2 separate regions of the Gossypium hirsutum genome follow, and region 1 is linked to region 2. The links are chromatin contacts, called in public Hi-C maps. All regions are on one chromosome and are shown on one strand. The core of a region is the stretch at or near the end of the contact, and the rest is flanking DNA. Distances in the headings are between cores, read along the strand shown.

The links. Hi-C and Micro-C count contacts between places; a contact is called where the count stands out from the background.
Region 1: a Hi-C map of leaf shows a contact between it and region 2, with 4 times the contacts expected there. The contact joins the promoter of LOC107909854 here to the promoter of LOC107909851 in region 2. A contact is called at or near these places in 19 of 34 Hi-C or Micro-C datasets (anther, callus, fibers and 4 more).

Annotation. Positions count from the first base shown.
Region 1 is chrD02:56,271,655-56,277,868 of Gossypium_hirsutum_v2.1, forward strand. It overlaps LOC107909854, which reads left to right and starts at 4,401. Exons shown (of 2, transcript XM_016837540.2): 1 at 4,401-4,739; 2 at 4,983-5,525. The coding sequence starts at 4,617. The coding sequence ends at 5,471. LOC107909855 (nuclear transport factor 2A) reads right to left here. Exons shown (of 2, transcript XM_016837541.2): 2 at 5,782-6,117. The coding sequence ends at 6,043.
Region 2 is chrD02:56,113,741-56,120,457 of Gossypium_hirsutum_v2.1, forward strand. LOC107909851 reads right to left here and starts at 3,047. Exons shown (of 1, transcript XM_016837539.2): 1 at 2,648-3,047. The coding sequence starts at 3,047. The coding sequence ends at 2,838. It overlaps LOC107909852, which reads left to right and starts at 123. Exons shown (of 6, transcript XM_041088843.1): 1 at 123-820; 2 at 1,424-4,066; 3 at 4,265-4,359; 4 at 4,520-4,619; 5 at 4,803-4,986; 6 at 6,023-6,557. The coding sequence starts at 433. The coding sequence ends at 1,443.

The sequences.
Region 1 (6,214 bases), core at 3,151-5,650, 160 kb after region 2:
AATGGGATTTTGAGTCAAGATAAATTTGAATGAATATTCAAAATAAGAAGTATGAGGAACATGAACATAAGGTAATATGTGAAAGGAAAAATGATAATTCACAAGAAAGATAGATCATCTAGGATTTACCAAAATTGGTTGAATTATTATAAGCTTAACCAGGTAATGATCGCTCCGTAAATAGAGAGTTGTAGAATCTGAATAGGATTCTGACACTCCAAGAAATATGCGAATGTCTAAATAAGTCAGAGAGCTAGAATAATTTACTAGGTTAATACCCCAAATGGAATGAGACTCGTCGTATTTATATATATAATAGAAAAGAAACTCGCTAAGTTCATTTGAACTTACAGAAAGTTAGCCTATGCTTGCAAGGCTCTTTGGATAAGGAACTCGATGAGGGACCAAACCAAACCCTGTTGAACCAAGGAGCATTGTTAGTTAGGTGTCATGTACATAGAAGGGGGTACCTTCTAAGGCTTCACTTTGAGGCTGAATATATTGTAACTAAATAGTTTCCTCAGAGTCTGAAAATTTAGAGATAGAAAACTTTTATTTTAATTCAAAGTTTCTATTGCAAGAATTTTTATTAAAGTCTGTCTTCAAAATAGTTAAGTTTAAAATTATGGTTAAGACTAATTTGGTTTAGTTGTGACAGTCCATACCCAGACTCGGCGACTGGGTTAGGTGAGGTTGTTACATTTCCTTCAGAGATACTTGAGAACAAGTATCCACCAGGTATGTTGTAGACCCATTGGCTAAGGGTACGTAAATGTTCATCGGATTCTTGAAATTTCAAGTGAAATTGATAAAAAGGTAGCTAGAAAAAGTAGGAAGTCCACCAAGGATCACTTTAAGGCGAGGATCACCCAAACAGTTTGATTAGTAAAGTCCACTAGAGGTTTATAGAGAAAAAGGGAGCTCGAATAAGACTACGTAGCGCAGAAGAGTTCGCTAAGAACTACCTTGGGTGGAGAGTCTGTCGAAAAATAGTGGAAGAAACGGAAGTCCATCCGGGCCATATAGCACAAGGAAAACCATGTGAGACTACCAAAGGCGGAAACCACCAAGGGATACCTGAGTAGGAGATAGTCCGCTAGGAACTATCTATTAATTGAAGTGTCTTAAAAGATTGGACAAAGGTGAATAAGTACTTTGGGGTTACATTGCGGGTACGAGTCGACCAGGAAAAAGGCAATGTTTATTTAGTCAGCCAAGTATGATATTCAAGTCCAAAAATGAGGATACTAAGAAGAGACCTTATTCAAACAAAGGATCAAGCATATGCTAAGTCGAAAAGTAGGTTATCGTCAGAATGGTATGGTAGATCCATATGGAGTTCAGTGTGAATTAAAGGGATCAAAGTAAGGACCACAATTATGGCAAATTCTCGGTTAAAATGCCAATAGTTGTCGCCAATTCGTGATGGCGAATACGGGTATCAGTGATGAGGCATATCATGAATGCTATAAGGAAAGTTTAGAATGAGATAAATAGGATCAAAACCCATAAGAAAATATTGTTAGATGGAACATAGTTATGGCCAAACCAGTGGTTATGTTCGCCAACAGTTGGCTCAAAAAGAACAAGGCATTGACTACACCAGCGAAATTTGCAAATTCTCCTACGGAATTCAAGGAGTTCTAGCTCTGTGCATAAAATCTTATCTTCTTAAATTTTAAGAAGTCTTCTATGAATACCTATGTACAGATCTCACTAAGTTCTTCTGAACTTATAACATTTACTGCTTGTATATAGGGTAGATGAAGACTCGGGGATCAAGTGGAGAGACCAAGCCAAACACCGCAATATTCGAGTGTTGGGCACAGTAGCTATTTCATGTATACAGAGGGACACACTTAGAGGCCACACCTCGGGGGCTAATATAGTGTAGTTGTAGTAAAGACTCGAGTTGGAAATTTTGTAAATCATTATTTGTACTAACAATGAAGAATAACTATAAAGGCTTAGTACTAAAAGGAATTGAACCTAATTTCAAAAAGAAATTAGTGTATGAAATTAGTCGTTAAACATGGAATTGATTACGGGTTAATTGTTAAAATGATAGATATATGTATACATAATTAAATTTGTGAGTAACATGTTAGCAATTGTTAGGTTATTCAAGTCATTTGTGACACTGATATCCAGACTCGGAAATTGGGTTGGGTTTAGAGTGTTACAATTTAGTGGTACCAGAGCTTCAGTTTAATCGATCCTCTAGACATAGAAAGTTATGAAATAACCCCTATATACATGTTACATTAGATTTGGCTCAGTCTTTTAAGTTTTTATAAATGTGATGAGATTAAATGTTGGTTGGTGGATCATTGCAAGATGAGTGGTAAACAAAAGACAAGGAAAATAAAGATGAGAGTTTCTATTAAAATGGAGAACCAATACAAGTACAAAGATGATTAAGCGACGGATCAGCCATCTCCTCTTTGTTTCTCCCCCTCATCGTTGGCTTCTTCAATGGGGGCGGAAGTGTTTGGCTCGGGTTCTAAAGATAATAAGAGGTTTTGAGATTCCCTCCACCTCTTCTGGAACTCTTCTCATTCAGCACCAGAAGGATTCATCACATCGAAGCCCAGATCAACGTTGTTGAACTGGCGCAAGTAGCCGAAATTCACCTAGCTCACATCAAAAGTCTCGTTAACGACTTGGGTGTGTAGAATATGGTTAGATCTTAATTTGGAATATAATTTGCTATCTCCGCCATGGTATCTGCCTTGTACTATTCTAAGGCCTCCTTGTTCGCCCTCTACACTCTCTCCAAGTCTGCTATGTGTCGTTCCTCCAGAAACTTGATCTGGCTCTCTAGTTGATATACCCTATCCTCGAATTCCATTTTCTGGGAGTTTTACTTAATCTTCCAGATGGAGACAGACATGGCAAACTCATGGATATGATAGGCTGTAACCTCTTGTGTTTGTCGAAGTTGAGCCAGTTCTTGATCTCGAGATGCCAAGGCCATTTCTAACTAGGCTCGTCTAGCTTCACTTCTACTACAACGCTTTCGAAAGGCCCAGCCAAGAAAGCCACATTGATCCACCATTATCTAGTAGGAGTCCATCAACTCTGTTAGTGATGGTTGGTTAGCTTTAGAGGACAAGGGTAGAGTACATTCTTTCAACTCTTGAGGGAGACCACTTTCCTTTCGCTGGCTAATTTCGAGTAGAGAGAAGGGATGCTGACCCGTATTGAAAAGGTCCTTCCATAGGAATAACCTTGATGCCCTACCAGAAGAAGAGGGATTTTTTTCCTTAAGCCAGTAAAGGTGGAAGATGGTATAGAGTGGGCTCTTAAGGCGGACTTTGGGAGTAAAGAGTTAAGTCCATTGGAGTGGCGAACTTCGTTTGTATATCGGGATGAGCAGGGATGACCGATAGAGTAATCTCCCTTTTAGAGCTAACTGGTTTCTTGCCTAGCCTACGGCAGACCAACCTATTGCCACTGCTCTCATTGGTACTATAAGAGCCCCTTTCAGTCCTTCTCCTTTTGTGGCTATTACCAGGCTGCACCCTTGTATCTGCCACTATAATAGCCTCATGTGCCTTCTTCATCAAGGACTCCACGTCCATGTTGGAAAAAATCTACTTTGAAAATAGTTTTCTTGCACAGTAGAAAATTAAAAATTTGAATTTGGCCCAGTTTGTGATATTTATAGCAATAAACTCTAACTGGATACGCACCTATGTTTTCTAATAAGCGAATCCTTGATGGTTCACAGAATTCATGGGTTCTTCACAGAACTTGGCTATATCTCCCTTTTCGACCTCAACCATGAAGTTAACTACTCTGAAAGAAATTTCTTAGACTCTACCATCAAGATCACTCAAAGTCAACTGCGATGCAACCTTTAATAATTCATCCCACAAAACAAGCATTGTTGTTATTGTTAGAGATAGTCAAGGCTTGATAGTTTTGGGAGCCAACGCGCAACTGGTTGCTCATCAACACTTGTGGTTAAAGCCTTTGCTCTAAGGCTAGGTTCTTAACTAATTTTCCTTCACAACTAGCACAATACCATCCTCGAATCCAACAACAAATACTACATTGATGCATTGCTTGGTGAAAATGATACTCCTTGAGAAGTTGCTGCAATTTTTAATGAACTTAACTCCATCATTCCTTCTAATTGTATTGTTCATTTTCTTTTTCTCTTAGGGAAAGCAATAAGGTTGGCAATTGGATTTATTTTTCTCTTAGGGAAAGCAATAAGGCTTGCAACTCGCATAATAAATAATAAGATTCGATTCAGTTCATAAAATTATAATTTATTGAGTTTAAGTTTAAATAAAGTCGAATTAAAATTAATCCAATTTTAATAAAATTAAACCCACTTATCAAATCAAAAACTAGATTTGGAGAAAGAAAAAGGCATAATTGGACTTGGAATGGGTTTTGGATGTGGGTTTCATGAACATTCGCAGAATGGACAGTGGGCCAGACAAGATGACATCATAGCCAAGTGGCCTCAACTTTGTTATAGCTTTAGGGGGTTTAGACATCCATTGCACCTGTTCAACCTCTAAGCGGAAGAAAAATCACTTAACGGCGGCTTTCATCCACCTCCAACAAAGAAAGCAGTGAAATTTCCATGTTGAGAACCAATGGAATCAACTCAAGATATTGAGCTTATCAATCAGGCAATCCAGAAACTCTTAGAAGGTACCACAGTAAAAGCTATCTCTGAAAACGATAATGACCATCTCCTCTCCAGATTGTTCTCTCAGGTATGTACACTACATCAAAAAAAATCCTAATCTTAATCTAAAACCAAATTATTCATTCATTCAGAGCAACTTCATATGAACTAACCAGACCTCGTTTTCAAAACCCCCATTTACGATGCCATTACACTCGCCAACTCCATAGTTCTAATTCCCCCCATCAAAAATGGGTTTTCTTCATCTTGAAGAACTGATTTAAACATCATTGGGATTTATTTTTAATGTTGTCATGCTGTTGTTGAACAGTTAGAATCATTAAAAGAAAATAACACCCTGAAGCAATATGAAGTTGAGGAGTTAAATTTTCCGAGGGCTGAAGATGATAAAGCAGAGGCAAAAAGTGAAAATGGCAGTGGATGTGGGGGAATGGGTGTTGAAGAATTGGTGAAAGAGCTTAAAGCAATAAAGAAGCAGAATACCATAACCCATGGCCTTCTTTCGGTGATGATTGTCGTCACTTTGTTCTGGCAAGTCTCTGAAGCATCACTCCTTCTCCAGGTTAAAAATGGTCTCACTCACCCTTTTAAATCTGTTGGAAGTTGGCTTGTTACACTGCTCAAAGGTCGAGCCAAACCTACACAACAACATTATAATCACCTTGTTGATGCTTCAGCTTCACCTCCCTCTCTTCAACTTCCCGAGTTCCCACATCTGGGATCCAGCGGTAAGGACACTGAGTGGGAGCCATCCAAGGTTTTACCAATCATAGTTTTTGTTTATTCTGTTCAAAAGTGAGTAGCAAAGTATCGAAATAATAATTTTATTTAGGATTCCATCTATTATAATCAATCAATAATCCAAATTCTACTCTCTTTTGCTTTGAATTTTAACTCAGTTTTAAAGATTGTTTTCATTCGGTTTTTCTAATCCAATAATACATCTGTGATTCCAAGATAATCATACGTGCGTGTGTATGTCACAACATTAACCACCCAATGTTTCAAAACCAAGGTCCAGACCCGTGTTATGCGCACGAACAAGGTTCAATCCTTTCAAACGAAAATAATACGAGGAAACAGAAAGAACATTCACAGTGGGCATACAATTGCATATACATATCTTTGATTCATTTGATGGAAAATAAGTAAGTCTCAATCAAAACATCCAATTCACAAGATAGCGTCTTTCACCAACTGAACCAATCAGTCCCTGAAATATGGTGAGATATGGAAACCATAATGGAACACGAAACATAATCAACCCCCAAATAAAACAAAATTCCAAATTTCATTTAAGCCTAAAATAGGCAAAAACGTGTTTTAAATCCTCAGGCATTGTACTCCCATCCCTTGATTAATCATCGTCTTCACGCGTAGTTCAACCTGAATATGTCATTCAACACATAAAAGCTTCCCTGTGGCGTTGGCATCAAATGAAACATCTGATAGCAGAATGCAACATAAAGACAACCTAGGTTAGTAAAGTTGTTAATGAAACTGAACCAAGGCATTGGTGGATGCAATATCTATTAGTTTTCT
Region 2 (6,717 bases), core at 1,797-4,296:
CGTGCAAATCAGGCATTAAGAAAAATAGCTAGTAAGTTAAAGCCACGTGGGAGTTTTAGGACGCCTAACTTAATCCTTTACGCTTTCGTTTCGGATATAATCTCTGTTTTTGTCTTTGTTTTTACTTTTTTGCTATCTGAAAATTCCATTTAAATGGAATAACAGCAGCGCCGCGTCACTTCTATCTTTTGGTTACCCTCCAAATTTTCCTGAGAAACAAACAAAGCCTTAGCCTTGGCTGGAACCCTCTGATTGTTAATTTTTCTCCAATTAAACGGTGTTTTTGATAACCGTGTACTCGTTTTTCCAGTTGCCTCGTTTTAGCAAAAAATAAATTCTAGTTATTGTTTCCAATTTTCACTCCCCCCCCTCCCTGCTCGGATTATAGGGTTAGGACAATTTTCATCTAGGAATTTTTATGAGAAAAAAAAGATGATGAGAAGACAACAACGAAATCAGGGCCAACAATCAAGGTTTTTCTACGAGCTGTTGGCGCTGGTCCTAAATCTTCTACGATTACCTACGATGCCGCTTCCCTTCTCTGACCAACCAGCCGCCCCGGAGAGGAGTCCTCTTCCGCGAACGGCATTGATGACGACGGTACCGCCGGCGGGATTCGCTTGGCTGATGCTAGGGATATCTGTTTCGTTGATGCTGTGTGGATCAGTTACTTTCTTTATAGGGTTCATGTTGATGCCTTGGGTTCTTGGTTTGGTCATGGTTTGTTACGTTGCTGGGATTGTTTCAACGGTTTTCATGTTAGGTAGTTCGATTCTGTGTTACGCCATGGCCCCTCCTTCGCGGCGAAAGGATATCCCTGGTAATTTGTTTGTTGATTATTTCTTCTTGAATGGGTTGATATTGTGTTGTATTTTACATATACTTTTTCTCTTAAATTGTCTTTTTACCTTTTGATGTCGCATTCTCTGTTTTCGTGAAGGACTGGGGATAAAAATGTGTTCAATTCTAGGTTCTCCTAAATTTTATTTTTTTGGATTAATTTGGAAATTGTACATAAAAAAGAAAAAAAAACTTTATAATAAACCCTAGGTTCTTTCCTTTCGTACGTTTTTGTCAAGTTACTGGATTTCATCATTAAGTGGCTTTGATTTCAATAGCATGCTAATAATGGCAATATACTGTAAGATTTGTAGGTTTGAGATTGGGGGTATATTTCATGATTGATAGTTGAATGGGTGAAGATTAAAAAAAAGAAGAAGGACATTTGTTGAACTAAGAGGACTAAGTAAGTAGGTTATTGTGAATTAGAGCTATATTTTGCGAAGTGCCTCTTTTGTTCACAGGAATTAATTCTGTTCCATCCTCTGCATTTTTTTATTAACCTTAAATCGCTTTTCATAGATTCTGCTAAAATTTGGCGTTGGATATTTTGTATTTTTACTAGTGTAGTGCTGAACTGCAGGTTGCAGCTATGAGAGGTGAGCACCAAACCTAGGAGAAAAGAAACTGGGAAACAGAGCTTAATGGGAACTCTCTTTCAGGTTGGTTTTGGTGGTGGCTGAACCTTTGGTCGGTAGGATTTTAGAAGTTCCTGTCTTGTTACACCCCATATTCCCCATCTCCTTTTATTTGGAATGCTTTCAGTGCTTTCGAATATCAAATATGTTCTAGTTTGTCCAATCTTTTATTTATCTGTTGATCTTTGGTGCGTATGCCTTTTCTGAACCTTTTATGCAATCCAATGCAGATCTTTCTTCCTACGGTATGGGAAAAACTTTTTTACTAGTTAAAAAGGGGGAAAAAAATGAGTTTTTGACTTTTTGTCTTTTGTCTTTGGGGTTTGGATTTTTTTAATATTTGATTTGAAATGAGTTTTGGATTTAACTCGAACAGACAAACTGAGCCTTGACAAATGATTCAAATGATATCGCATTAATGACCCGTTTTGCGACAAATTTCCTTACTTATTATACCCTGCCTCTCTCCGATCCTTGGGAATCATTTGAATGAATTACCTTTTGCGTTAGGCTGCTAAGTTTTATCCTTGTTTGCGTGACATGAATGTATATCTTCTTCAATCTATCTAATTTAATGCAAAGATTTAGCAGATCACTGATAAGACTTTATATTCAAAACGCTGTGGGAATTGTGGCATTGCTGCATGGAAACTTATGTGAAGAGAAAAACAAGATTGAGACAGAGAATTGGAATATGGGTTGGATAATTGAGCAGCACTGGAGTTCTTGGGAAACCTATTGTACCAGGCTTTTTTCCAGTAGTAATGCATCCTGGAAATGTGTATAAATGTTGCTGCAGATGTAACTGAGATATGTAGATGTATTATAGCGTCTTTGTGAATACAACTATTGTTGTTCTATTTTGGTTATTACCAACCCTTTATTGCGTGCAAGTCTCTCCCATCGTTTACTTGTTGGATTTAACGGACGTCCGTTGCTTTGTTTTTTATGTTCAAAATCTTCGTCAGCTAATCAGCATCGAATTTCTTATCCAAAATGGAAGGTTAAAACAAGCAAAAAAGGACATTTTGACAAATTATCTACTTGGCAGGTGTCTGTTAAAGAGGTCTTTTTACTTTATTTATTTATTTATTTTCTTCTTTGTTGTTGTTTCCTTCAAAACTAATTTTTGTCCAGAAAGTTGTGATATTATCCTGGGAGTCTGAACATACAAATAAAAGCACAAATTTGCTATTTCACCAATCATTTCTATTATTCTACAACTGCATTAAGGCCAACAAGATAACAATCCAAAACCAAACACTTCGCCCTGGAGAAATACATTAACCAATCAGAAGGGTAACAAAAGAAAAAAAAAAAGGACTAAATCTTACAAAACACAAGAGTAAGGGTGGCAGGCTATCCAGTGTAGATGTGAACACCTATGGCGATGAGGAAGATAGTGATGAGTCCAAAGAAGATAATAGCATGGACGAGAATGGAAATCCCACTGGTTTGCATGTTCCCAAACTCCACCACTTTGTTCCTCCCTGGCAACTGAAACAACAATCCTGGACTTAACAACACAAATAGCACCACCGCTATCACCACCGGTCCCCAGTCCGCCATACTTACTCTTCACACTCTCTTGGAATGAATAAAGCTTTGAAAAAAGGTGGGTTGTGGTTGAAAGAAGCAAACAACGCAAGGGGAGAGGGAAATATATACATGCATGTCTACATCGTGGGTTCTCGACAGATGCCAGTGCAATAACAACGTGGCAACATTATGGATCGTCCGTCCCTTTCCAATGACTGTAAATTGTAATCGTCTGTCTATCCTTTGCTAATATAATTAATATTTCTTTCCCTTTTTTGATTAACAAATAAGAACCGTCTTTGGTTTTTATTCCTCTACCTTTTCTTAATTTGTTTATTCCAGAACATGGAAGAATTCCCAAACTGCAAGCAGTTGTCACATGATTTGATTTCAATTTCAGAGCTTCCAAGTTCTATTTTTCTTTTTACACATGTTGAATTCGAATTAGAAATTCGTTTAAAGTACGAATCTATGAGTTGCAATAGAACTATGTATTTCTGTTATTGCTTTTTTTCTTTTAAAAAATAACCTTCTGAAAAAGGAATAAGAACATATATATATAATTACCATATTACACAAAAGAAAAAGAAAAAAAAAAGGTAAGGTCAGCAGGATTTTTATCCAGCATGACAATAATATATAAAAGGAGCAATCTTAACCTAGAAGACAAGTTTGAACATGGTATGGATTGGATTCAACATTTTTGAATCATAATATAAAGTCATTATACGTGTAAAAGAATCCAAATGCACTCTCTTCAGGGCCCGTTCTCCTTTGCGTTTTAGAAGGATTTTTTCAATAAAAAGTCCTTTTCTCTTAAAAGGAACGAAGAATAGCCTCCATTTCAGAAAAAAATTCGCCATCGGAGAAGTCCTTTTCTCCAGATGAAGAAGTTAAAATTTTCTCCTTTTCTTCAGCCAAAAGTGCTTTTGGCTGGTAATTTCCATTTTTCTCCCCCAAAAACCGTTCTTCCCTCTGGTTCTTTGCTTGAGATTTCAAGTTCTTTGCCTTTGTTTCTTTTTCCCTGGTTCTTTGTTCCTCTTCCGCTGGTGAGTTTCTTTTCTTCTTCTTCTTCTCTTTAATTATTCTTTCTGCTTTGTTTTTTGTTATTTTCTGATTGTTTAGAGTTTAGCAAAAATTTTACAGAAATTTTACATTCTTCGATTGTTCACCCTCTCTCTATTGAATTTGCTTCTGGGTTCTGAACCCCAACGCATGGATTCTGTTAAAACTGCTTTGTTTAATAGGCACAGTAATTACAGATGAACCCCAATTGATTAGCATCACCGTTTACGACACTGACCGGGATAGAATGCAAAACACTGTCGCCAAGGTTGTCGTGGTGAGAAGCGGAAGTATCCATACTTACTATCTACTATAATATCCCACTTTCTCTTTCTCCACCCACTAATAAACAAAAATTAAAACCCCACTCCTCTGATCTTTTTTTTAGATTTATTATTATCATTATTTTGTTAACTTTAAAAACTTGAAATTCACAGTTTCAGGGTCTGTTTGTGCCACTACTTTGGCAAGGGATGGAATTTCAGTGACCCTTTTTGACTCTGCCAGGGGTCCTGGTGGCCGCATGTCTCAAAGAAGGTTCCTTTTTTGTTTCTCTCCACTTATTTTTTTATTAAAAATTCATTTTCTTTGACGAATTTTGACTGCCCTTTTTTATATTCTAGTATTTGCTGGTGTTTTGGGAAGCAGAAATAAAATTTTAAAGTGCATAGTTTAATGAATTTTTGTTGTTTTTGGTAATATGTAACTTTGGGAATTTAGAGAGATAAGTGAAGATGGGAGAGAGCTGTTATTCGATCATGGTGCTCCTTATTTCACAGTGACAAATCCCGATGTGTTGAGTGTTGTTACCGAGTGGGAATCAAGAGGCCTTGTTGCTGAATGGAAATCGAATTTTGGGTCTTTTGATTGTCTCACCAACAAAATTGTCAACACTGAACACCAGGTTCTTGTAACTATTATTATACTATTTGTTCTTCACTTCTTTTTGCTCCACCTAATGGTACTATTATTTGTTTATTTGCATGGTTTTATCTTAATTATATCTTAACTTGCTTATGAGGAGAGGGCAACGATGTTTTGGAATTGCTTATGTGCATGAATTGATGCTTTTTTCTTGATTTCTTAGAAGCTTGGAACTACTTTTTTTTTTTGAAGTTAATAGGATACTGTTAAACGTTAATGATCCTTGCTATAGCTGCTTCGTAAGTGCTTGCTTGCTATATTGTTCTTTTTTATGTTCATGCACTCTTCAGCTTGATTCACTTGTAGGGTTCTTTCATTTAACCCTTCATCAGCTTAGGCTGTTTATGCTTGTATTATGTTTTCAATTAAAAGGTCAGCATATCTATGTAAAGTGTTGCATAGTTGGTCAACGTCCAGCTCCAGTATTGATTCTGATGTTTATATTATATATATATTCTCACAGATGCCCGTTTTTTAGACAAATAAAAACTGGTGATATGTTTTAAACTCTACTGTTTGGTATTATTGCTTTAGTTCTCTGTCTGATACACTAGAAATTCTAAAATCTGGAGAAAGATTAGCTGCTTCAGAAGTGGGACTACTTGCTACAGTTGGTGTTACTATGGTGAAGGTACTACATTGCCTACTGTTTTCATTTTAATGACCTCAAAAGCTTGTTCAGCTTCCTAAAACAAAATTTGTGTAAGGTTAAATTCTCTAATTAGGCTTGAAGGTTCTTCCTGAAGCACCTCCCTTCCTAAAGACGGATCCAGTTCGGCCAGAATTTTATCGTGCTACTATCAGATGGGAGGCTAATGATGGATCGGGGAGTGCCGGGTAAATTTAGAGTTATAGTTTCCTTGATCATAGGTCTCCTCAGTTTTTCGATTTGTTGTTCAGTTAGATCCTTCTTGGACCTAATTTATCTGCAAGTGTCATGGTTTTTGCTATTTTATTCTACTTTGTAATGCTATTATAATTGTGTTAAGAAGCAATTTGTTTCTTTCGGATTTTAGATTTGTCGCTGAGAGCACTGGTCACCAAATGAGTAGTCGGCTTCTGAGTATGAAGTCAGCTAATGCTTTGAAGTTATGTTTGGTCATAATCCGTAAAGAAACTTTCTTGCTAAATGAGGAAAAAGTATGAAGCAGGGTATTTTTATTTCGCTGCATATGAAGTGGAATTGCCTTTCTAGGGGTGGCTGTTTGTATACATGTCATATGGGGGTTAAGGATGCCATAGTGAGGCGACACTACTATGCTGGCGAGTAAGATGAGAGCCACTGGCTGACAATTTCTTATTTCCTTTGGATGCTCAACACATATGACATGCTGCAAAATTGTTTCTTGCCAATGATTTATTTTATGTTCTTATGAACAAAGTTTGACTCTAATCTTTGATGTAGTTTTATGTCATTATCATTTTATGAGGCTACTTTGTTAGTGGCTTACTGGCAATGCTCTTTTTTGGATGTGTATTATTCAACCATCTATTTATACACTTTCTGTACTTTATTTACAAAAATAGCAGTATGTTACTCTTCGGTAGACACTTTAGTTCCATTCTTGTTCATCTTAAAACAGTATGCAATGTTAATGATGTGGACCGTCCACTAATTTAGTTCCATTCTTGTTCATCTTAAAACAGTATGCAATGTTAATGATGTGGACTGTCCACTAATTTCGCATATTGCTTGGTTCCTGAGACCCGT